Regions from separate parts of the Anser cygnoides genome. Here region 2 is linked to region 1. The links are chromatin contacts, called in public Hi-C maps. All regions are on one chromosome and are shown on one strand. Each heading gives the region's core, a stretch centred on a gene start, on an enhancer-like site or on the middle of the called end of the contact. The rest is flanking DNA. Distances are from core to core; before and after follow the strand shown.

Region 1 (6,854 bases), core at 73-2,572:
AAGCAGTGCCACCTTCCTCTCTTCTTCTTCAAAAAAAGACAAACGAAGGGAGGGGGTTGCAGAACAAGAAAATCGGTGATGTCCAAACTGGCTGGATTAGAAAAGGCAGCTTTTCTACTTTGCACATAACTAGGTAACAGGAAGGTACAGCTCAAGTCCTCTTGCCTGAAACACTGTCCCCCAGAAGCAGACATTGTAATAATAAAACTAGTGGCTGTGTATATTGATGCTCTTCGCAAGTTACCTATAAGTGTTGTTGTTTTTTTTTTTTTTTTCTTATACTTGAAATAGCTTCCTCTTAACTAAACTCTCACCGGAGCTCTGGTTTCTCCCCTCCTTCTCCAGCGTGCAGTAAAGCAAACAGACACAGGACAAACGGGGAGGACATAGAGGAGTTGCCGCAGTGTCTTGCATATAGCCAGGGTTCATCTTAATTTCCATCCCGTACGCTCTCAGTTCTTTGAATTTCCTTTCCCGAGGGTTTTCCATGGACACAGAAACTCAGCACTTTACAAGGTGCTCTCGTATGGCTGGCTGCCCCCCCCCCCGCCCCTTCTCCTCCTTTTCTATATTTTTATTTTACTTTTAGTATAGTGGTACTTAAAATCACTGGTTCACTTAAAAAGAAAAAGAAAAAAAAAAACAACCAACAATAAAATGTTTAAACTCTACTAATGTACAAATAAGCTGAAATGTTGCATTTTATGTGTATTTTTGCCATAGCAGGTACTGTATTTCTCATGCTGGATTTAGAAAAAAAAAAAAAAAAAGAAAAAAAAGAGAAAAAAAAGAAAAAACGAAAAAACAAACAAAAAGGGTGATGTTTTATTGGAGTGTGACAAGAGTAATAAGGAATTAAGTCGTCGTCATTTCATTGAAACTGAGAGATGGTGTAATACATATATAAGTTTTCTGAAGGTTTTTTTTTGGGCTTTTAAACAGCTTTTTTTTTCGTTTTTATTTTATTTTTATTTTTTTTGAAAGATATGATTGTATTATGTGCAACTCAGTTGCTTACATTATAACTACAAAATATTTTTGGGTTCCTGGAAAAAAAAACAAAAAACAAAAAAACGAGAAAAAAAAAAGTAAAAAAAAAAAAAAAAGAGAAAAAGACTAATAAATGTGTTTGGCTGCTAAGCATTTAAACCCTTTGGCTTCCGGTACTTTTTTGTTGTTTTTTTGGGGGGGGGGGTGTATTTTGGGGGTTATTTGGGGGGGGGGGTATTTTGCTCCCTGCGTTCTCGTTCTGGCCTCCCTGCGCCAGGTGGCGCTGCCTCCCTGCAGCCTCCCATGGAGGGGCGTGGGTTATCCGGGAGGGGGGTGGGTTATCGGCCGGAGGGGGGTGGCTCCCTGCCCGGCGCCCTTTTCCCCGCGGCGGGCGCTCGGCCCCGGTGCCGCCGCTGCCATGGGGACCCCCGCGGGCGCCGAGGACGCGCTGAGCCGCTACCGCTCGCCGCTGGTGTCGCGCTATGCCGGCGCCGAGATGGCCTTCGTCTTCAGCGAGAGGAACAAGTTCGGCACCTGGCGCCGCCTCTGGCTCTTCCTCGCCCAGGCGGAGAAGGTAACGGGCCCGGGGGGGCGGCGTGCTGCAGCCCCCGCACCCGTCCCGCAGCCGGTGGGGTCGCCCGCCCGCCCCCTGCCTCCCCCGGGGTGCCCTCGGAGAGCAGGGCAGCGTTTGGGGTCGCTCCCTGCCGGGCAATAGGGAGCTGGCCGAAATAACCTCATCCTGACCCTAAAAATTTGGAAATAATTTAAAAAAAAAAATAAAAAAAGGTGGCTGCCTGGGTAAATTTGGAAAATTTGGAAATAATTAAAAAAAAATCCGGCTGCCTGGGTGCACGCGAGGGCAGCGCGCGAGGTTTGAGGTTTTGCACAGCCCCGCGTGTGCAATCCTCACCCAGCAAACCACGCTGCGCGCCCTCCCTCCTGCCCTTCGACCCCTTTGGGCAAAAGCCTCGCTAAGGGGTTTCTGGGGGCCCGCAGGGGTTGTTGGCTTTGCCTGCCGAGCAAACAGCAGTGTCCTTCTGTGCCTGTTTGCTCTCGGGGGGTGTGCGCGGTGAGAAGCGCTGCCCTCTCCCACCCACCCCGCTGCCCTCGGTCTGTGCCAAGCAGCCGCCCCGCTCACCTGCAGCCGCCCGCGTTTGTTAGGCCCATGTTCCCTAAATCCCCTCACTGGTGGCCAAAGCGGGCTGAACGCTGGGTTAGCAACCCCTGACAGGCAGGGTGCCACAAAAACCCAACAGCACAAAAAGATCAGTGCCGATTCAGCCCTCGGGAAGCAGAGACTGAAAGCGCGTCGGTGGGATTGGCAGCTGTTATGTCGGTGCTTTCTACAGAGCCAGCGTTTCTAAAATCTAGTTTAAGCTAAGCCTTTTTATTTTGAATTTGGTCCCAATCAGGGGTACGTATACATGCGAGTATTACGCCCTGTTTGAGAGACCGTCATCTCTTTGGATGTGCCAGCTTGTTTCCTTGTGACTGCACTGACGTACCCCGAGAGGGAGATTCCGATCTGCTTTTCCACAGTGATGTATTCCAGAAAAAAAGAAACATCGCAAATCCATAGGATAGCTTCCAGGCTCAATATCTGTTTTGTTTTCTGCGCAAACTTCCAGTTCCCGCTTCCAAAGTAAGGAGGCAATCCGAGCACTAGGTGAAGCTGCTGCTATCAGCGCAAGGGCAGAGAAGCGCGGTGCTGGCGAACGAGCAGGCAGTGCCCAGAGCCATTAATACCTTCCTTCTCTGAGGATTGTACTGCTGCTGTGGCCTCATCAACAGCACACCGCTCCAGAGGCGATGCTTTGGAATGAAGGTGTAATTGTACAGCTGTGTTAAAGAGGAGCCCCCATCCCTCTGAGGTACCGTGATCACCATGGGTGAGATGTTGTTGTGAACTGACCACGCATCTCATCATAGTTCAGGACCCATCACACCAAGAACGCACGCTTAAGGAGCCTTTTATCAAAGCATGATAATTTTAACAGTCACTTCAATTCCGGCAGATAAAGCATCGCCTTTCTACTGTTAGAAAATGAGGTGCTTTACCCAACTTGCCCAACAGGAGAAAGGAGCTGCTGAAGGAACCAGCAAAGGGCTTCTTGATTTCTGCTCCCAAGCCCAGGCCTCGGGGTTCCCCTGTGTACATCCCTGTCTCCTGTTCCTTTTTTGCATCCTCTTTCCACCACAGAGTTGTGTTCCCAGAAAGCAGAGACGGATCTTGCGATTTCTTGAGCACCCTTTTCATGCTGGGAGGAGGGATGCCGCTATTTTTATCAGTCGCCTCGTTCCAGAGGAGTTTGTCTCCTGATGTCAGTCGTGGAATGAAAGTCAGCTCCTCGCAGCACCTGTTAGCTCTGTCAGCGGTCACTCTGCAATAGATAGAAGCAGTTTCCTCAAGTTCCATACTGAAGATGCGTAATATTTCTTTACAGGCATATTAAAAAACAAACAAACAAAACGATGAATGAACTATGGGCAAATTTACTCCACTACTTATCCTCTCTATCTTTCAAGACATTTACGTGCTGCTTCTCCAGTCCCTGCAGTCTCTATTTTGCAGTAAATCAGAATATTAGGAAGATCTAACCATAGGTTTTCTGACAGTTGCAAGGAAGTAGCAAAAGAGGGAGCATGCAGCTCAGTTAAAGTTTTAGGTGAAGGACAGGGCAAGGTAAGTGGTTTCAATATTCATCCTACTTAGGGGAAAAGTTTTTGAGTAGTCCACTTGGAGTATGTGAAATAAGAACTGAAAAACAGTGTCACTGGGAACTGGATTAGACAGAAAATCCTTCCAGTATGTGTTTTGTTTCTTATAGCAGATAATAGCGTGAGTTTGAAAGAGGAGACCCCTCAAAGCGTGTGATTAGTAAGAGCTTCTTAAACTAATCTCCTCCCAGCTGACAGCAGCAGAAGTTTGGGTTAAGAGCTGAAGGGTGTGAGTTTGTGCCCATCTCAAAACTCTGGCTTTTTTTGTTTTGTTTTGTTTTAATGTAAATTCATTTGTATTATGATACTCCCACCGATACCTCAATCATTTTTTCAAACCTTGAGCTCTTGACCTAAACAACTTATTACTTGAAAGAGAAGTACAAATTTCATGGAGCTCTTCCTTCCAGTGGACACCCCACAGCATCAAACTGGCTAGTAAAAACTTACTGTGTGGAATCTGGATGTTTTCTCTCCTTAATATAAGCATCTGCAGTAGCTCTCAATCTATTTTTTTGTCCAATTTAAATTTCGGTATTTTTCTGTCATGCATTCATTGTTAGATGAGCAGTCCAGTATTCTCATTCTGTTTGTAGTTACTCTGTTATCACCTTCCTTCTTTGCTCTGCCCTCAAGGAAGAAGGGTGAATGAAGAGTCATAGCTGTTTTAATAGCACCTCAAAGCATTGGAACAGCCTTGGAGGAATCACGCTTTAAAAGCACAACCCAGAGAGGGTATCGCTGACCGTTAGCACTTTAGAGAAACCCTCTGATCCCCTTTAGGTAGTTTTTCTACTTAGTTTTCTTAGGTAGACTCATTTGAAGGAGATCTGATTACTTTCTCCCTGAGGCACTGTCAATATTGGCCAAAAGTCATGGGGAAGAGACCTCCCACGACATTTGTGGACACATGAGAACAGTGTTTGCATTGGCACTGACCTACCTTGCATGTACTCCTGTGACAAGTAGTCCCTTTTCTCGGGGATTCTTTCTTCCCTCTCCGTATGGCTGTCAGTAAGTACATACTGTGGTCAAAACAGATCATGGATGTGTGGGCAAGGCAGGAGATTTTAATCTTAGCACAAGGCCTGTGGGCTTTCGGGCAGTTATGATCTGTCTCTGTGCACCTCGAAGACAGCAGCCTGGAGCCAGGTGCTTCTCCTCGTTCATCTGGACAGCTGTGGTTGTGTAATTACACCTACAGCAAGATATTTCAAGTTGTGTGGGTACGAGTTACATGATGAGGACCCTGAAGACATATCTGCTTCACTTGCTGTTTTCTCTAATTCCAGATTCCTTATGTGCAAAACATTTTACTAGGCAGCTTCATTCTGAACAGAACCAGCTTTTGAAATGCTTTTTGTCATTAAAGCTTCCTGGGCGATGAATTGCAATTACTAATGTGCAAGACAGTAGCTTTTGATTTAGAAAAAGCAGTAATGCCAAGATCATTGTGAGACTTTTAAACTCACAGTATTAGGAAAATAAATTTTTCTCAGCTTAGTTATCTTGTGCAAGTATAGAACTGTGCAAGATTTATACCCGTGTATAATTCTGCAGTTTAATATCTTACTCTGTTCTTAAATCAGCTTGCTGAGTAATTTCAGCAAATGTTTTTAAACATGGACTGGGAGCATTTGTTTCCTGCTTCCAGGTCAAGTAACTCATTTCCTCAGTTTCTAGTTTCAGGCTGAGACGAAGAATTTTAGGACTTGATTGTGCCCGATTGCCATTCTGCTGCAAAGACAGTTGAGGGCATTGGGGTTGTTCATCCTGGAGAAGAGAAGGCGCTGGGGAGACCTTACAGCAGCCTTCCAGTGCCTAAAGGGGGCCGACAGGAAAGCTGGGGAGGGACTCTTTGTCAGGGAGTGTGGTGATAGGACAAGGGGGAATGGCTTTAAACTAAAAGAGGATAGGTTAAGAGTAGATAGAAGGAATAAATTCTTTACTCTGAGGGTGGTGAGGCACCAGCACAGGTTGCCCAGGGACGCTGTGGATGTCCCATCCCTGGAGGTGTTCAAGGTCAAGTTGGACTGGGGCTTTGAGCAGCCTGGACTAGTGAAAGGTGTCCCTGCCATGGAATGAGGTGGTTTTAAGGTCCTTTTTGGCACAAACCATTCTGTGATTCTGTGATCTACACAGCTTCTGTCTCAGATTGGTTTATCTGTTAAAGACAAAGGGCAACAGAAAGCTCTTTTCCCCTTGCAGTCACTTGGGCTTCCCATCACAGACGAGCAGATACAGGAGATGGAAGCAAATCTGGACAACATTGACTTCAAGATGGCAGCGGAGGAAGAGAAGAGGCTGCGCCATGACGTGATGGCACACGTTCACACCTTTGCCCACTGCTGTCCGAAAGCTGCAGCCATCATTCACCTTGGAGCAACTTCCTGTTATGTCGGGGACAATACGGTAATAAAGCATTGTCAGTTGGACAAAACAAAGATGCAGGTGCTGACTTAATAGCTCTTTATAAAATTATACTCCCTAGATTTTTTCAGAATTTTTTATTAGTTTTACATTTGAATTTAATTATCCTTTTTTCCTAGCTGCCCTAGACTGGCAGGTTCCTCTTGTGTCTTCTCCCTTTTGATATGAAGCAAGATCTATCTGCAAATTAGCTGTTCCCTAAGCTCTTGTATGTTAAATATTCGTGGAGATAAGACAGTAATGATCATAAGAGTTGGAATGTATGCACAAACATGCGAGCTGTCGGTTGCGTCAGTGGAACAAGAGTTCACTGACCTACAAGATAAGTCCACTTTTGGCATACGCAGCCCGTGAGCTTTCAGTTGTCAGTCGGAACACCTGTATTGATTCAGGGTAGATAAAGTCCTTCAATAGAATGGATAGATAGACTAAATAAAGAAGGAAGTGCTGCCATCCTACAGGACTATTAAAATATTTGTGAAAAACCTTAAAACTGAGTTCATACTAAAGCCTCAGTGTCTTGCTGTTCCCTGATGTCCAAGTCACTGCAACTTCATAGCCTCTTTTGTTGTATGAGAAGCTGCTGCATGATTAGTTTTACCTTACTCCTTTGCAAATCTCTTTGGCTTTTGGCTATTACCACCTTCCTTCCACGTCACGTGGCGCCTAGCAGTATTTAAGTCTCAAAAGGAGAAAGGCAAGACTTCTGCATGATC
Region 2 (6,516 bases), core at 499-2,998, 510 kb before region 1:
AATTGCCCTTTTCATTCAGCTGCCAGCGTTCAGTTTATAGAGGTGAAGTGACATACCCTGATTTGTAGTGGTGATGGTAACATCTTACTGCTAAAAGTAGAAACCGGGTCATGTGTCTTCACAAATTATTAGTCAAGCTGTTTAATAAGTTCCAGACAGTTACACCTGTACAAACTCAGTGAAGGCCATGGCTTTACACAAATACTACCGAGCCCTAACTGGAAAACAGTGGAGCCGTTTGCAGAAGTAGCCAGGAGGAGTTTGACCTACAGGACTGTGATGTTTGAGCAAGCAAGGACCCACCTTAACTCTTAGAGCTGATGGCGTGCTGTGGGGCTGGCAACAAGGAAAAGCAACCATTTGAAGCTAGATGGCTCTGACATAGTGAGGGAACACATGGAAACTCTCACTTGAAGCTGTATTTCTCTTGGTTGTGTATCGTGAATGAAACGATGAGGGGACTGAAACCAGCAGAAAATTGTCCCCCTGAATTTTGTACTGGGTTAGCTAGCTGAGCTGGAAGAATTGTATAAGCAGGGTTGGAGGTAGAGGGGTGCAAGGCTGCCTTCTCACCTAGTTGATTTAGGTCAGATAAAACATAACGTGAAACTGTGCATTAAAAACATTCCAAGTTGAGGCTACCTTTCACAGCTGTGAGGCTGTGTAGGTGATCCATTAATGCTCACATGGGTCCGAGTAATGGTTGCACAGAGAAGAGGGAAGCAACTGCGTCAATGTGAAATGGGAGGGGAGAAAGTTCTTGTTTCCCAGTTGGGGAATAACTGCATTCAGTGTTAGTTCTTGCGTAGGTTCAGTGCACTAATTAGGCTCAGGCTCTCGGTTCCTTGGTAGCACAGCTCTCTTCACAAACCACCCCAGGTCGATGCTACGCCATAGCCGTGAGGGTAGCAGTGTCGGGTCAGGGACACGCATGCTGCCACACGTGCGGACACACAACCTGTGGCCCAAAACAACCATAATCTTAATCTCAGCGCAGCATGCGGGGGCAGGCCGGGAGGGGAGGCGGCGCTGCCCTTGTCTCACACTTTATCAGAGGGAGCAGGAGGCCACGGCAACATGCCACCTCTTCGCTTCAGGGGAGCTGTGAGGAGGGCGAGAGGGGCCATTAGAAATGACGGGGACGGTGCTTGGAGAAACTAGGTCAGTGTAGGTGCAGGAAACCAACGAGAAGCACAATGGCAGGGGAACCATCAGCTCCCCCCCCCCCCCCCAAGCGCCTCACGACGCCATTTTGTCGCCCAGCTGCTCCTTCTCCTCCCCCCTCCCCCCCTCGCCTCCCCATCTGGCCTCCTTCGGACCCCAGCCAATGGCAGCTCAGAGCGCACGTGAACCAGCCGCCGCCAGCCAATCAGCGCGCCCCGTGCCCGCGTGATGCCTGCTCGGCGAGCGCCCCGTCTTTGTTGGCGGCCGGGAGCGGGAGCCCCCCCCCGACGGTCCCCGAGAGGAGGGGGGAGCGCCCTCAGCCTCTCCGTCACGTGACTTCGCATCGCTTGGCGGCGCGGATGTACACCAATATAGTCCCCTCCATTTAGCTACTCCGCGATGGGCGGCCAGCCCTCATCGGTGGCTCCCGCGACTATTTCATAGCAGGACGGCCGGAGTAGAAGCCCAAAAAGTCAATCTAGGGGCTAGCGGGCGCTGGCGAGAAGCAAGCGCTGCTAGGCGGAAGGACACCTCACGTCCGGAACTCGTTCTGCTTAGCGCGGCCCTATATAAATGCGGCGGGCGGGAGCTGCCACCTCATTGTGTGGGTGCTCCCGAGGTGACAGGTAGTGGCGGTGGCTGTGCGCGCAGAGCCTCCCCGCGCGGCGCCGAGCGGAGCAGCCCCCCCTCCCCTGGCCGCCATGGCTCTCTAAGGGCGGCAGGGCCAGCGGCGGCACCGGCCAGTGCACCAGGCGCAGCAGCAGCGGCGGCGGCCTCGGCACATCCCTGGCATCTGCAACCATGGCGTGAGTATCGGGTGTGAGGGGCGGCCGTTCCCTCCCCTGAGTGCTAGATTACCCCCCCCCCCTTTTTTTTTCCTCCTTAAAGTGACGTTCTGGGGTGCGTTTGTCATCCCTATGATAATGAACGATATCGCCTTGGGGGGAAAAAAGTAGGGATTAAGGCTTGAGAGAGGAAGGGGATTCCATCGTTCTGTGGGCTTAACCTTGGGGGATGTTGGGAAAAACAGCAGAATTGAAGAAGAAAATGGGGAAAAAAAACCACGTAGTTCAAGAAAAAAAAGCTTCTTAAAACCTTATGAATTCCTCATTTATTGGGGGGTCTCCGTGGGAGTAAGACTAGTCCTTCCCAGGAAGGATTTCTTACTCAGCGTGGGGGAATGCTTTTGTAGGTGAGGAAGATGAGGCATCGGGTTTTAGTATAAGCCCTATCCTTGGCCTTATGAGGAGATAAAACGGAGCTATTAATAAGTCGGCAGCAGTACAATAATCCTTTAATACTACAACTTTAAGTCCGTCCTGATCGTCGGGGGGTGGGGGTGGTCCGTGCCATCTGGGAACTAGAAGGCAGCGTGAGGCACACGATTAGTTTCCCCATCCCCTAGTTGGTAAGTGGGATTACTTTATTTTTTTTTTAAGGGTTGTTAACCCCTTCCATGTTCTCCGCTGGCAGCCGCCCGAGCCGCGCGGTGCCCCAGCCCCGGTGGAAACGTGGCAGGCACAAAATGGCGGCCGGGCGGGGAGGGGGAAGTGGCGCGATCGCGAAATGGCTGCGGCTGCCCGCGGGGGGGGGGGGGGGGGAGGGCGGGCGTGAGTCACGGGGGCGGGGCCGGCCCGGCCCTGGCCATGTCCAAAAACTGCAGTTCTACAAGTGTGTACCGCCGTGCCCCCTGCAGTGACATTTTCTCTGTGAAAGCTACCGTGTCAGAACAAGTACTGATGCATTTAAAAAAAAAAAATGTCTGTCTTGCAGGTTTTTCAAAGCACCACACAGCAGCACTGCTGTAGTCGACGAAAAGACCCTCAGCTTATCCACATCCTTCGACATCAAAGCACTAAAAACTGACCAAGATGAGCCTCTTGAACAACGAGATGCTGTTGGGGGTGTCGTCCCCCTTCAGCCAGCCGTGTTCGGTGGCTGAGGAAAGTCTGGGACTCCTAGATGACTACCTGGAGGTGGCCGAGCCCCTCAGTTCGCATGGGTTCTCCAGCGACAAGGCTAAGGCAGTCTCCTCCAATTGGCTCGCTGTGGACAGTTTAGGCAACACCATAGATAGCAGCCAGGGTAAGATAATGCTTTGTTTGCGCAGGGTGCATCAGTTACGATTGCATATAATAAATTATGGAACACTCCTATCCAGAAATAAAGTTGCAAGTCTTCTCATAAATGAGAAGGTAACTTCACATACATACCTTGGTTGGGAAACCATCCGTACAGCACTGCTTACACAACACAAAATTGCTGGTTACTGAACTGGCGTATGATAAAATGACACTTCTGTTGCCTTTTTAATAACATACCAACTGTTACAGTAGTCTTCCCTGGAAGAGGTCACAAGAAACAAGCATGCTTGTGTGCTTCAAATGACTTTGAATTCTTAGAGTATTCGAGTAAGAGGGATGGAATGTCAGAACAGCTTAGGGCTTAGGTTGTACCCTGCAGCCAGTGTTGGTAATAAAATTCTTTGATACTAATAAAAGAAATAAGGGAAGTGTTAAAATTATTTTTGTGTCCTAGATAAGTTACAGAAACTTAAATATTGGTTGCCATTTTAATGAAAAGTTTTTTTTCCCTTTTCAGAGGATGCCTTCTCTGGCATGGAGTGGATGGTGGAGAAGATGGATCTGAAGGAATTTGATTTTGATGCCCTGTTAGGTATGGAACATCTGGACGCCACCGTCTCACCAGACGAGCTGATGGCCACGTTGGAAGACACGTGTGATCTCCTATTTAACCCTACCACCCAGGAATTTCACTGCAAAGAACCTCCACTGATCCCTGACCTAATCACCAATCTCCCTGAATCTCCAATTGGAGCAGATCCAATGGCCCCATTGGCTTCCCTCTGGACTTTTCCCCTCTCCCCAGGGTCTCTTACTTCTACTCCAGACCATTCATTTAGTTTAGAACTAGGTAGTGAAGTGGATGTTCTGGAAGGAGAAAGAAAAGTGGAGGGGGGCCCCACCTTTGTGGTAGTGATCACTAAGTCTGAGAAGGAGGAGGAGAACCATTCTGATGATAGTGGAATATGCATGAGCCCAGACTCCTACCTGGGAACACCCCAACACAGTCCTACCAATTCACTTGGATCCCTCAATGACAACCAGTTCCCTGCAGATGCCAGCTGTGGCTCTGTGCGGTCCAAACCCTATGATCATCCTGCTGAGAAGGTAGTGTCAGCAAAGATGAAAGGAGAAAAGAAAATAGATAAGAAACTGAAAAAGATGGAGCAGAATAAGACAGCTGCCACGCGTTACCGACAGAAGAAGAGGGCAGAACAGGAGGCGCTGTCTGGGGAGTGCAGAGACTTGGAGCAGAAGAATCAGGCCCTGAAGGAGAAAGCAGATTCCCTGAGTAAGGAAATTCAGTACCTAAAAGATCTGATTGAAGAGGTCCGGAAGGCCAAGGTCAAAAGAGCTAGGGTCCCTGAGTAGGGTAGTCAGTAGTTTCTATGTGCATGTATATAAGCTTGCTGCTAAAGCTGTGTATTGCTGTCTAATAAATTATTTTATAGTAAACTTGCAATTGTGTGTGAGATAAATGGGTTCCTCTAAAGCATAACTTACACCACATTACCCAGATGAAATAATTCAGGCTCCTTGGTTCATAATGCTGGCCTAGATAACCATGCTGCTTGTCCCACATGAGGAAATCGATCAAGTGTGGAAGTGCCTTCAGGTTGTTCAGGCAGTGACTCAATTCACATACAGCTAACACACAAACTACTGTTGAACCAAGGGAGGTCATACTGCACTAAACAGATTTAAAGTAGCAAAGGCATGCTCGATTTAGGAGCCTGTAGAAGAACCATTTGAAGTACAAGTTAAGATGATTTTTGAAAAGGGGACTTCTAACATACTTTCTGTAGATGAATGGTACATACAAGGTAAAGTGATTGCCAAGTTGGAAACGAAAAGCTTGTTAGAAGACGATTGGGTATAAGGGCAGCTTTGAGCTTTCTTGGTTTCTCCTGGTCTTGCAGTGGGTCTCCAGACAAGCACAAAATACCTGCAGGGAGTTTCCTGTCCCTAGCCGGTGGGGTTTAGGTAGGAGCTGTCCTTGGGCTGGGTTGTCACTGGGCCGAGTAAGTGGGGTTACTCTGAGCACACTTACTGGAAGATGGTTACATGCTTAAGTGTTAAAGTCTTAGAGGCCTCTTCGGGCAGACACTGAAGTGTCAAGTTCTGAGGTGTGAACGCGAATTTAACTTTCTAGCACTGGGTGAGCAGATCAGTTGGGACCGTAAGGCCAGCTGAGCTCTACCGAAGCCACGCAGCTGGTGAAAACCCCGATGTGCTGGAGCAGCATGTGGGCAGGGGCTGACAGGCTGCAACCTGGCTCCTGGGCTGGCGTTTTGTGTCGGGGTCTGCAGTAAGCGAGACAATTCTCTGGTCCTGGAGAGTCAGGAGAAAAGACGCAATGGGGAAAACGTGCTGTGACAGTATCTGTTACACAAAAAAAAAGCGTAAAGATGGCAGGTAGGAGCCTGCATAGCGGGGTGGTTTCAGCCTGTAGGCATTAAATTTATTAGTGTGCATACATTCATGGCAGCATTAGGAAATTTTTTGTTTGGTTCATTCTGTGAGGTTCTGAAATCCAGTAAGCTCCATGGTCAGTGCACCTGTATCCTGCTAATAAGAGCTTCAGGGTTTGGGACATGCCCTTTACAAACATTGTGTGTGTGTGATTTTTTTTTTTTCCCCCCCTGACACCCAGATGTAGTGATACCAGCAGACTCCTTAATCCCTGCTTGGCCTGCCAGAGGCAGCTTTGGCAAGTGGACACGCTCATCCTTCCCTGGGGAGTTAATATTCCTTCTCACTCGTACTGACATGACCCAGCAAGCCGCCCAGCTCAGGCGCCTGCACGTCCCAGCCTGGCTGGTGCACACACCCTGGGCAGTGGCTTCAGGACCAGCGCTGGAACAAGGGAGGGAGGATGTCTGTGTTACTTACAATATATTTTATTTTTATTGTTTTCCTGCCTATTGCAGCCTTATGGGGTCCTGTTTCTGGCTTTTAAATCCTCAAGCTAGGACTGCAGTCCTTGAGCCCTATTAATTTCCCCATCCATTAGAGCTGGTGCTTGGGGATATTCAAATCACAAAGGAAAAGGATCCCCATTAGGATTTCAGGCTCGTGCCACATGACAAAAGGTGTGGGTTAAGCCCCTCACCTTGCGTTTCATGAACCAGCGAGTTCCTTGTTGCCTGAGCAGTCTCAGCTTCACGGGAGCATCCTTCCCTCTTCTCACCTCCCCAGCAAATGCCCTGACCGATACACGCCATACAAAGAGGAGGCACCACAAACTGGCAGGTCCATCTCAGTCCTG

Evidence for each region. Hi-C and Micro-C count contacts between places; a contact is called where the count stands out from the background.
Region 2: a contact with region 1 is called in a Hi-C map of liver, with 2.4 times the contacts expected there. The contact joins the promoter of ATF4 here to the promoter of ADSL in region 1. A contact is called at or near these places in 2 of 7 Hi-C or Micro-C datasets (both in liver).

Annotation. Positions count from the first base shown.
Region 1 is chr1:54,816,456-54,823,309 of Taihu_goose_T2T_genome, reverse strand. ADSL (adenylosuccinate lyase) reads left to right here and starts at 1,322. Exons shown (of 13, transcript XM_048069931.2): 1 at 1,322-1,564; 2 at 5,917-6,120. The coding sequence starts at 1,409. It overlaps TNRC6B (trinucleotide repeat containing adaptor 6B), which reads left to right. Exons shown (of 25, transcript XM_066995966.1): 25 at 1-898.
Region 2 is chr1:55,329,768-55,336,283 of Taihu_goose_T2T_genome, reverse strand. It overlaps ATF4 (activating transcription factor 4), which reads left to right and starts at 1,748. Exons shown (of 3, transcript XM_013181070.2): 1 at 1,748-1,970; 2 at 2,938-3,249; 3 at 3,766-4,710. The coding sequence starts at 3,036. The coding sequence ends at 4,619.